Linked DNA regions of Pan troglodytes: region 1 is linked to region 2. A link is a contact called in public HiChIP or PLAC-seq data. All regions are on one chromosome and are shown on one strand. Each heading gives the region's core, a stretch centred on a gene start, on an enhancer-like site or on the middle of the called end of the contact. The rest is flanking DNA. Distances are from core to core; before and after follow the strand shown. Region 1 holds the start of LOC134809237. Region 2 holds the start of PRDM15 (PR/SET domain 15).

Region 1 (2,700 bases), core at 140-2,639, 130 kb before region 2:
GACCCGGGGCGACCCCGCAGCAAGGGCGCCTCCGGCAGGCGGCAAAGTCCCCTGAGAATCGGCGCGCTCCTCGCCGCGACGGACTCCACCCCGCCGGGGCGCTCAGCCTCCTCGCCGTGGCCCCCAGCCCGGCCGCCTCCCCTAACGGCCGCCGCAGGCTCCCCTCATGGACCGAAAGCGCGGGCTTGCAGCGCGGCAGCGTCCGTTCGGCGCGCGGCTCCGGGCAGGCCCGCCCTCCCCCGTCCCCCTGCGCCGCGAGCCCCCCCCCCGCCCCGCCCTCCGGCGCCCGGCGCCCAATCAGAGTGCCGCGCACGTGACGAGCGATGCCTGCGATGACCTCATCCCTGGTGTGGGATGACGTCAAATTCAAGATGGATGGAATCACAGCGGCAGAGGCGGCTGCGGCGCGCGCGAGCCGAGTGTGAGCGGAAAGGGGCCCGGCGTCTGCCTCGAGACTGAAGACCGGTGAGTAACTGTCACGCCCCTAGCTCTAGGAGAACTGCGGGGCCCCTTGGGAGGCTACAGCCTCCCCGCAAAACGCGGCCTTTCCTGACGTAACTCTGAGGTGATTTCTCTCCTCTTTTTTCTCTACCAGCGGGTTGCGGGCTCCGAGCGCTTCTGCGCGTGCGCGGGACCTGGGCGCTCACCGAGCATGTCCCGGGTTCCCACGTAGCCGATTGTACCTTCACACTGCGCACGCTCCCTGCCAGCACTTGGCCTCGCCCTCGCGAATGCGCATGCTCCATTCCCTCACGGGCTTCACTCCTCACCCTGGCCGAGCTGCCCGTGGGGTAGGGGACACGCCTGGCCCAGGCGCGCGCCCCTCGCGCGGAGCGGTTGAAACGCCTCGTGGAGAAGGGCGCGTTCTCCTGTTCCGGGCAGGGGTTGGGGGCCGGCGGCCCGGGCCGCGGGGTGTGCGCGGAAGCTGGCCGGCGGCCTTGGGGACCCCGCACCTGCCGCGACCCGCCGCTCCCTTCACGGTCCGGGACCTAGCCCCGCCGCCCCGTCCTCGGCCCGGTGGCCGGAGCGTGACCGCTCGGTGCCCGCTGGACGCTCCCTCCCCGCCCCCGGCCCCTCCCGCGGACGCCTGGACCTCACAGCGCGTTTTTTTTCCTCCAGAGCCCCCGCAGACCTTGTCTGGGACTTCCCGGCGGTCCCGCAGAGCATAGCACCCTCCGCTGGCCAGGAGCTCTGCTGCTCGGCCGGCGACCGTCTCCCCGCTTGGAGGAGCCCCCTTCCCCCCGTCCGAGGTCTGCGGCGGGAGGGGCAGGGAGTCAAGACGCCACCCGTGCCGGCCTTAGAGACGCCCGCGGCGACCCCGCCACATCTCTTCCCGGCTTTTCGGGAACACGCCCCGTAGTCCATCCTCAGCGGCTCCTGCTTTTCCATCCTAGCACGCCGCTGGGGGCTCGCACTCTGCCCCCGGGTGCTATGCGGTCCCAGCCACGAGGGCTCTACGGTTCAGGAGAATTCCGCAAGAGCGCGCGTTCGGAGGCGGGGTGTTTTTAGACAGGTGCCCCTGTGGGATTGCCTGACCGAGAGGACGGGGAAAGTTAGACTTCACACGGCCTGGGGTTTTTCCTTTCGTGCAAGCGCTCACAGCCCTGGCACCGAGCCTCCGAGGGCACGCGTGTATTACAAAATAGTCCAGCGATTGTTCACACGATGACCCTGAGTCCTCAATTAAGCAGCTTACATTATGGTCCTCATACCTTGTTTAAGAAGACAAGAAAGTGGGTTAATCCATTTTAGAAAGATTTCTCATGGAAAATTATCTTTTAAAGCTTTCCTCGTGTACTTGGAGTAAATGATGATCTCTAAGGACTAGTAGTCATTAAGTTTAAATTTAAGCACCCCTAAATATTGATGTTAAAAAGAAAGTCAAAATTTGAAGTGCTGGTTTACTTAAAAGTAACTTTTTGTTTATTTTTCCTTTTTAACACTATTTATTGAAAGTATAATGTGCTTCATTCTGTTGAAATAGAAGTTGAAGAAGATATAACCCCTGCCCTCGAGGAACTTACACTGTTGAATATTAGATGTGTACACTCTGAAGGAAAAATTGTAAATAACAAAATTGGGGTTAAGTTATTAAGAAGGTCTCTCGATGGAAATGAGATCATTAAAGGGACAATTTTTTCTTTTCTTTTCTTTTTTTCTTTTTTTTCTTTTTTTTTTTTTTTTGACAGAGTTTCACTCTTGTTGCCCCAGGCTGGAGTACAATGGCGTGATCTTGGCTCACTGCAACCTCCGCCTCCCTGGTTCAAGCGATTCTCCTGCCTCAGCCTCCTGAGTAGCCGGGATTACAGGCGTCCGCCACATCGCCCAGCTAATTTTTTTTTTTTTTTTTTTTTTGTAGAGACGGGGTTTCATCCTGTTGACCAGGATGGCCTTGAGATCTCCTGACCTCGTGATCCACCCCACTTGGCCTCCCAAAGTGCTGGGATTACAGGCATGAGCCACTGCGCCCAGCCGAAGGGACAGTTTTAGTTGTCCGCAAAGCCAATGGAAGTAGAGAGAGCAGATTATAAGCTATTTAAGAGCTAGGTTTGACCAGGTCACAGTGATAGGCTATAAGGGAAAGAGAAGAAATTTTAGGGGCTGGCAACACACTAAAGTAAATCGGGAATATGTGAGGACAAACAGATGTGGGAGCAGGGACGAGAGGTGTGGAGTTTAAGTACCATGCTGGACCTGAGG
Region 2 (2,700 bases), core at 72-2,571:
CGCCGGGGATGCTCCAGAAAGGTCTGGGGGGCCATGGGATGGCCTACTATAGTGCAACATGGAAGCCACTGTAGAATGCTGGGCCAGGCAGAGAAACCAGCCTTCACAGATCAACACTTGCTTAATCTGTCTCCGGCTGCCCGGCGTTGCAGCCTATGGATGTGCCCAGGTGCATCCAACACTTCCCATGGGATGGCACGTAGTATGTAAGCAAATGTGATGATCACATATGCCATTCATACAAGCGAGTCCGTCTCTGGCATCATTCCTGCATGTGGGTCAAAGGCTATGTGCATTTAGAATTTTTATGGATATCCACAAATATCTGAATGGAAGCTACGCTAATTTATTCTCCTACCCGTAAAGGAGCTTGTTTCTCTAGTTTCTTCAAAATTATGCTATTAAAACTTTCTTTTGTTTGTTTTTGTTTGAGACAGGGTCTCACTCTGTTGCCCAGGCTGGAGTGCAGTGACACGATCACAGCTCACTGCAGCCTCAAACTGTGGGACTCAAGTGACCCTCCTGCCTCAGCCTCCTGAGTAGCTGAGACTACGGGCACGCGCCACCGAGCCCAGCTAAGTTTTTTAGAGACAAGGTCTGGCTATGTTGTCCAGGCTGTATTAAACGTTTTTAAAAATCTTTGCTCATCTAATAAAAATGATCTCACTGCGACTTTTTTTCTCTTATTACAGCGTAGTTGAATAGCTTCTCATATGCTTAAGAACCACTGAGTTTCCTACGAACTGTCCATCCATACACTTTGCTCATTTTTCTATATACATATATATTTTTATTGGTTCACAAGAGTTTCACATACATGAGGGAAACGAGCCCTTTTGTGGCATCAATTTAAAATCATTTTTCCCGGTTCATCACTTCTCTTTATGAATGTAGGTTTTTGCCAGGCAGCAATGAACAAGACAGTCGGCCTCTCTGAATATGGGCGGCCAGGACTAAGGTGAAAAGTCTGTCCCTTCTCCGTCTCACGTTTTGTGATGGCACACACACTTGGCGGAGGGGGTCAAGAGAGGCCACACAGGCCCCCGGGGAAGAATGGAGAGCCAGGTCCGCGGCTGGCCCGGTGCTCACCCGTAGCGTGGCGGAGCCCGCCAGGCCAGACTCCCCTCGCGGGCACAGGGCTCGTGTCCCAGGGCCCCGCCGGCCAAATCCAGAGGTCACCGTGAGTGGGGGCAAGTCCCAGGCCTGTTCTAGAGAAAAACTCGACCCACCCACCGCCACCACTCCCCAACTCCGCAAGAAACGCGTCCGAGGAGAGGTGGAGAGGGAGCTGCCCGCGCGCGTGGGCGGCAGGGCCGTGCCACGTGGGAGGGGGGCCGCGCGCGGAATTCCCTCCGGCCAGACCCGCCCCGCGCGCGCCCGCTGCCCCGTCCACGCCGCCCGCGCCCCGCAGTCCCACCCGCAGGACCCCCGGCCGCGCCAGGGTCTCGCCTGCGCCCCCCGCGCCCGCCCGCGGACTACAAGTCCCGCCATGCCCCGCCGCCGCCCCCCGGCTTCCGGTGCTGCGCAGTTTCCGGAGCGGATCGCAACCCGGAGTCCGGATCCGATCCCGCTCTGCACATTCCAAAGGCAGGTAAAGCTCCGGGCCCTGCGCCCGCCGCCCGCCCCGGCGTGCGCCCCGCCGGCCCCGGACCGCACCCGCTGCCCCCGCGAGCCCCGGCGCGCCCTGGGCCCGCTGCCCCCCGCCCCCCGCGCCCGGCAGCCGCGCGCCGCCCCGGTCCAGCCGCCATGCCGACTGTTCTTTGTTACATTCGCCGGCTGCGGGCACCGTTGGCGATCGGAGTCAAAACCCGGCTGGATTTCCCGGAGCCGCTCCGGGATCGCCCTGCGCGCCGCCCGCCCGCCGGGTCCCGCCGCCGCGGGCGCTCCTGGCCGGGCTCCGCGCCCCCGTCCCCTGCCTCGCGCCCCCCGCCCGCCCGCGGCCAGGCCCAGCGCGGGACCGCGGGGCTGCCGGGCCGCGCTCGCCCGTGGGCGCGGCGCAGGGTCTTCGCCGCCCCCTGCCCGCGGCCCCGCGGCCCCCGCCGCCGGGCGGCGTCGTCGCCGAGGCCCCAGGGGATGTCGTTATCCCCCGCCCTCGGGTACAGCCCATGCGCGTCGCACGGGAGGGTCCCTGGACCCCCCAACCCCGCGTTTAGAGAAGCTGAGTCCTGGGGATGGGGTCTCCCAGACCCCCTGCGCCTTATTTTCGTAAAGCCTTTTGGTGGCAGAGACAAGGTAGCGAGGTGGATGGACAGGTGACGCGTGCCTACCCGGGGTGGGTGGCCGTTCGGGGACGGGGCGTGCCCGGCCGCTCAGGTGAGGCCCGCCTCGCGCGGACAGGTGGGGACGGGGGGCCACGCGCAGCGTCCTGCTAGAGGGGAGGTGTTCACGCAGGGGTTAGCCTTGAGAAAATAGAAATGAAAACTCATGGAAATAAACACTCCTATCTGGTGGTTAGAGTTATCACCCATTTACCTTTCTTAACCCCCTAATGTAGTGGATGGTTTTTTCCCCCACAAATGCTCAGAAATTGCCCCTCACCCCCAAGTCCCCAAAGGGAGTTTAAAACGGTAGAAACAAGTGTGTGATCAGAGACACGTGGACCTGTGTGTGTATTTAAAGCTACCAACACTCGTTTTAAAAAAAACCACATTGGCTTAAGCCAGACTCAAGTGAATTTGGAGAACCTAGCTTGGTTCCTGA

What was found. HiChIP or PLAC-seq counts read pairs in DNA pulled down with a chosen protein or histone mark.
Region 1: a contact with region 2 is called in an H3K4me3 HiChIP or PLAC-seq map of stem cell-derived excitatory neurons, with 2.9 times the contacts expected there. The contact joins the promoter of LOC134809237 here to the promoter of PRDM15 in region 2. A contact is called at or near these places in 1 of 7 Hi-C or Micro-C datasets (stem cell-derived neural progenitor cells) and 1 of 1 datasets of contacts at active chromatin or transcription factors (stem cell-derived excitatory neurons).

Annotation. Positions count from the first base shown.
Region 1 is chr22:42,671,985-42,674,684 of NHGRI_mPanTro3-v2.0_pri, reverse strand. It overlaps LOC134809237, which reads right to left and starts at 1,389. Exons shown (of 3, transcript XM_063803512.1): 1 at 1,099-1,389; 2 at 648-989. The coding sequence starts at 1,389. ZBTB21 (zinc finger and BTB domain containing 21) reads left to right here. Exons shown (of 2, transcript XM_009434580.5): 1 at 1-465.
Region 2 is chr22:42,542,402-42,545,101 of NHGRI_mPanTro3-v2.0_pri, reverse strand. PRDM15 (PR/SET domain 15) reads left to right here and starts at 1,321. Exons shown (of 24, transcript XM_016938572.3): 1 at 1,321-1,587.